Linked DNA regions of Rattus norvegicus: region 1 is linked to region 2. A link is a contact called in public Hi-C data. All regions are on one chromosome and are shown on one strand. The core of a region is the stretch at or near the end of the contact, and the rest is flanking DNA. Distances in the headings are between cores, read along the strand shown. Region 1 overlaps Sdccag8 (SHH signaling and ciliogenesis regulator SDCCAG8). Region 2 overlaps Sdccag8 (SHH signaling and ciliogenesis regulator SDCCAG8).

Region 1 (2,700 bases), core at 146-2,645, 68 kb after region 2:
ATCCCTAATGAGACCTACATTGGGTGTTGGAATTTGGAAACTTCCTACCTATAGAAGTTTGCTAAAGGCTTTTCCTTGATGTTGTTTCCTTCCCTCCTTCCAAACATAAGTCTCCTCCTCTGTCAAACTGAAATGAGAATCTGTCTGTCATGGTCTCTGGACAAGGAAAGTCATGCTTCAGACAGCATGTGCAGCATCCAAGGCGTGTCTCTCCCCTCCCCTGCTCTCCGTCTTTGGCCGCAGCAGGATAGTCACTTCCTTTCTGACTTTACCACATTCCCACAGACATGAAGAATGGCGTGTGGTTAACCAACACAAGGTGCAAACCAAATTACGAGGAGGTCAGACATTTAGTTTGCTCCTCATGTGGCAGTGGGGGCAGCCCCATGTGCTGAGTGTCACTGTACCCCTCACCCGCACTTCTCAGGACTCTGTTCATTATGGCCTTTGTCCCCAAGGATCTATCTGTCTTATGTATCTGTGCAGAAGAACTCTGTCGGTTTCACTGATGTCTTTTTGACCATGGGCCTGATAGACTATTTTCTACCCTCTCCCCCACCCTCAAACTGTTCAGAGTTAGAGAGAGCCAGGTTTCAGTCATCAGACAGTTGAATAGACTGTCTCACTGGGGGCCAGATTCCAAGGAGACAGCCCATGGACTCACAGGCCAGGAGAGCCAGGATTTCAACAGTGTCAACAGTCTCTGCTCATCACACCAAAAAAGCCCCTTGTGGAGCTGCCTCATTAGCATACAGCCGCTATGCTAGCTAACAAAGCCAGCTCAGGATCTGTTCCTCCCTCAGTGAGTCTGTCTTCCTTGACCAAAAAGAAACTACTCAAGCAAGGGTGGAGGCTCTCTGGTAGAAGACTGCATTGCAAGAATCACAGGAGACCATTCAGAACCGGCTTTAAAATAATCAAATTTGGGGGAAACAAGATTCTATGTTTTATTTTTCAAATCTTGTTTTTAGATCATCAGTAGACCAAAAAGAAGAAAAAAGAAAAGAAAATCACCATGCCCCAATGTTAAAAATGGTGGACCCCCAAATAGTTCCTAGTCATCCCTTAAAAGCTTTGCTGTGCTACAGTGTGTGAGAGGAGCTCCAGCCGGGCAGGGGCACGGGAGCCCTCCTCATGGGCTGCCTCCCTAGCCCTCCTTTGTTGGGGGTGGAGCAAGGGAAGGAGCAAGGCAGAGCAGATGTGCTGCTAGATCTGCAGGCTTCTGCCAACCATATGGCATCTTAAAGAAAGATGGCTGCAGCGTCTGGATTAGCAAAGAGTCGGAATGGGAAGCCATGTGTCGCGTTGGTACAGGCAGTTGTTTGAGCTCTCTCTAAATGGCTTCAGGAGATTGTGTAATGGAACAAACAGTCCTGGGAGCAGGGGAGCAGCCCTGCCGCTGCTGGAGAGGCGATTGGCCCTGGGGCGGCGGCTGCTTCCCTCCCTGCAGCATTATGTATGCTTTTAATGTTCTTGGAACTCTGAGAATTGACTAGAACTTTTCAACTGTTAATTACATGCCTAGGTTCTCCTGGGCTCTAGGCCCCTGTGAACTCTCCTCTCTGCCCCCAATTTGGTAATTAATTAGCCATGTTGCAGGCCTGCTCTTGTGTGCTGTCCCTCTGTCCTCCACAGGGCTCCAGGCTCAGTCCTACAGTTCTCAGGGCCGGGACAAATGCCTTCTGCAGGAAGCCTGTCTAACTCCCAAGGGCCGGTGTTTCCATCCTGACTCCAGGAGATGCTGTGAAGGTCGCCAGGAGCCCGTGAGAGCAGAGCCTGCCACTAATGGAGATCTCCCTGTCTCTACCAGTGACGTCACTGGGCTGTTGGGCCACACCTGACATCCACTGGCTCACCCAGGAGCTCAGATGCTGTTTTACAGTTCAGAATGAGCATAAGCTGAGCAGTGAGGCCTGGGGCGCAGGCAGCACATGGTCATTGCAAGGCAAGCATTGTGCTCTGTTGCTGAGTGGGGAACTTTGTACAAGCAGCAAAATCTAGAGTGGCCAGAAAAGTTAGGTCTACTCCCTCTAGGGTACATAACTAACTCTGAGGCTCAGATGTGTCAAAAGTTGGCTTAGAAGGTCAAATGGCTAAGGACAGCCAAGGAAGCAGTGGGTTGACCTGAGAGAATCATTAAGCAAAATTTCATTAAACTTTGAGAGCTGAGAGTGACTGGTCAGTTCCTGGTCTTTCTGAGCCCTGTGGGAACAGAGCATACTGAATATTGATGCCTCGCCTGTCTTGTCTGACCCCAGCTGTACAGCCCCTCCCCCAAATAGAAGCAAGGAAAGGAAGCAGCTTGTAGGTTAAAACTGACTGACCATGTGGTTCAGTAAATAAAGCCACTCGCTGTGCAAGCCTGGTGGTCTAGACGAGTTCGATACCCAGAACCCCCATAAAGGTAGAAGGAGAGAAACAACTCCACAGACTTGTTTTCTAAATCTCCACATGTACCACGCATGCATGCAGACACACAGGTGCACACACATACCATACTCATATATATTCATGCACACCACAATAATAAAAACATGAAAAATCAGAGCTGTGTAAAGTATGTGTCTACCACAGCGTCTCTTAGGACGTGAGCTGTGACAGCGCATTCTTCTTTGTCCATTGTACAACACACAACCTCCTGCAGAGAGAAGCATGGGAGCCAGGGCCTCTGTAACTGGGTTGGAGCAGGAGAGAGCCGGG
Region 2 (2,700 bases), core at 187-2,686:
TGCCTGGTTCTGTACAGCAGTGTCTGCTTGCTGCTACTCTGTGACGTGAGACACATAAACACTGTGTCAGTATAGAAACTAGTATATCTATGTATAGACACATTTCTTTCCCCCTTCTTTCTCCCTTCTTTTCTTACTTTGTGTTAGGGATTGAATTCAGGGACCTACGCATGCTGTGTACACAGTGACCACTGAGCTACACATAACCATAGCACCCATGTAAATTCAAATGGCAACAGTGGTAATGAGTGCGATCTTTAAAACTTGAGTGGGTGTTTTTTTTAATTGATAAGCAGTTTAATTAGTGTGCATAACTTTTAGTGTATCAAATGTTTATAAAACTAGTGCTTTATAAGTGATCAGGAGTTCAAACAAACCTGGTTAATTATAAGCAGTTTGAGATGCTCTGTGTGTCAGGGCTAACATGGAGTTCCATGGAGAACATTCCTAAATATATGAAGAGGATGAGTCCTGTAAGGGGAAGTTTGGAAGTACAACGAGGAAGGGAAAGAAAAGGAGGGCTTGAAGATGGCCATTAGATGCTACAATCACACACACACACACACACACACACACACACACACACACACATGTATAAAAACAAACAAGTTTTTTAAAAACCCCATAATTTAGAGCTATGTAGACTTGGAAGGTTGTAAAATCTAAGCTCAGAGGCCAGAATCAAGCCCTCTCTTTATTTTCAGCCCCCCATCACCAAGCATGACATCAGGTGTTTAGCATAAATTTACCTCTGCTCTTTACCGTTAAGGGAGGAAAGGGAGAAGGAAATAGCATCTGTTAATTAGCTTAGGTCCCAGCTCTGCGCCCTGCTTCTGCATTTGAAGAAGACCTGTAGCATCAGTGTGTTTCTTTATGTTGCATGGTTAACTTCAGTTTTTTCCACTTGAGTTTTATTCAAGAATTTTTAACCTAAAGTTTCCATTTAAAAGTTAAGCTCATTTTCCCTCTCTTGTACTCCTTTCATGAATAAATTAAGCAGAGAACGTGTCAAAAATAATTTTAAATGAATATATGTGCAACCAACATCTTCAAGGCTCAAAATAGATGGCCTTGGTGCTGTTATAAATTGCATCCTCTTTTTCTCCCCCACCCAGTATCGGGGAAAGTAGGCTGTCAAGGAGCCAGGAAAACAGAGGCTCTGGTGGACACCACACTGCCTGTGCATGGGCTCTCCACCTGTCTGGCAGGCGCGACACCCTGGTCTCGGCGTGGCCCGGGGCAGAGGCTTGAGTTAGCGGCTGCCAGCCAATGTGTGTCTGCAGGTTCTGTTCAATGTTCCTGGCTCGCTCCCCTCAGTTCTGCAATGCCCAAATGTGTGTGCACTGAAAATCGACACTGGGGACGCTCCCTTCTCCCCTGCCACTCAGGCCCACAGCCTGGAGCATGGTGGCGGCAGCAGCCAGCTCATTTCCTGAAGAAGCCCAGAGGGAACCGAGAAAGCTTACCCACACTGCTTGCCTGACTCAACAACAAGGAGCATGAAGTTCAGTGAAAATGGAAGGGAAGGCAGCAGTGTGTGCTAGAATAATGCTCCCAAGTCAGAGCGCTTCTGAGAGGAAGTTCTGTCCTCCCTCCTACGGTAGATAAATGGAGGGAAGGAAACAAGTCATCAGTTTAATGGTGTCTAATATCCTCACCCACCACCTCCCTCCTCCCTGGGTTTGGTTAGTAGGTCAGTTGTCAGACAGTGCTCCTTTTTTATTTGATAACCACTTGCTTATTACACAGTGAGTCATTGATTGATAAATCCAAGACAGCAAGCTTCGTAAGAATCTTGAGATGGTTTAAGAGGCTGGGAAATGTTTTGGTCTCCTCAGTGACCTGACCCAGACCGAAGTCAGCCTCATGGGAAACACACTGCTGTCCAGACCGTGTAAGCCCGCACTGGGGCTGGGGTGGAATGCAGTCAGTTTCAGCTCAGAGCAAGTATTAAGTCATGGGTTAAAGCAACATTTTGGAGCAGCCTGTCAGGTAGACATCTAGCTAAGTGGAATCGACGTTCCACAGTGGCTCAGTATGGCCTCTAGCAAGCACACTTCTATCACCATGGAGAGAACTGAGTATCTTTCTCACGTCCTGGGGTTTACAAGGAAAGAAAAAATGGGTTGCTTGTGTTTTGAGGTCTAGGAGGGATTCCTTCTCCAGAGAAGGTACTCTAAGAGCCAGCCTTGAAAACTTTGCTGTCTTTATCAGAGCCTGTTTCTGACTAAAAGATTTACTAAAAGAATGGACCCAGAGGCCGAAGGGTAACTTTGTACAAATGTACTAATATTTGGTACATGACATGGAAAACAAAGTGCCATGTCCTAGTGGCACATGTAGAGGCTGGAGGCTGGTGAGCGGGTGGCCCTTGCCTGCCTTCCAGAAGCGGATCAATCCCGTGTGCTTCAGCAGGCTGGCTTGGCTTGATTTTGACGTGTCCTTGTTCTGTCAACTGCCCTTCATTTCCTACAAAGAGTAGCTGAGGCTTGTTGAGATGCACGGATATGTAAAATCCCGTTAACACAGAGTTCTGGAAATTAGAGATAGAGACTGTGCTTCTGTCTGTTCAGAGACCTCAATGCTTTAAAACGAAGTCATGTAAAATAGTAATAATAATAGTAATAATAATAACAATAAAAATAATAACAATAATCAATCATCACAATGCTTAGTCTAGAAAACTTGAGGGCAGCTGAG

Evidence for each region. A called contact is a pair of places that touch in the nucleus more often than the background predicts.
Region 1: a contact with region 2 is called in a Hi-C map of frontal cortex, with 1.9 times the contacts expected there. The contact joins two enhancer-like sites. A contact is called at or near these places in 2 of 12 Hi-C or Micro-C datasets (frontal cortex and prefrontal cortex).

Annotation. Positions count from the first base shown.
Region 1 is chr13:91,448,941-91,451,640 of GRCr8, forward strand. All of the region lies in intron 16 of Sdccag8 (SHH signaling and ciliogenesis regulator SDCCAG8), which reads left to right. Among named protein-coding and RNA genes, the nearest start is that of Sdccag8, 160 kb to the left of the region's middle. Within about 2 kb of position 1,396, at least 25 of the 93 cell types and tissues checked have an H3K27ac peak or open chromatin away from gene starts, as enhancers often do.
Region 2 is chr13:91,380,610-91,383,309 of GRCr8, forward strand. The region is part of intron 13 of Sdccag8 (SHH signaling and ciliogenesis regulator SDCCAG8); the gene reads left to right. Among named protein-coding and RNA genes, the nearest start is that of Sdccag8, 95 kb to the left of the region's middle. Within about 2 kb of position 1,437, at least 30 of the 93 cell types and tissues checked have an H3K27ac peak or open chromatin away from gene starts, as enhancers often do.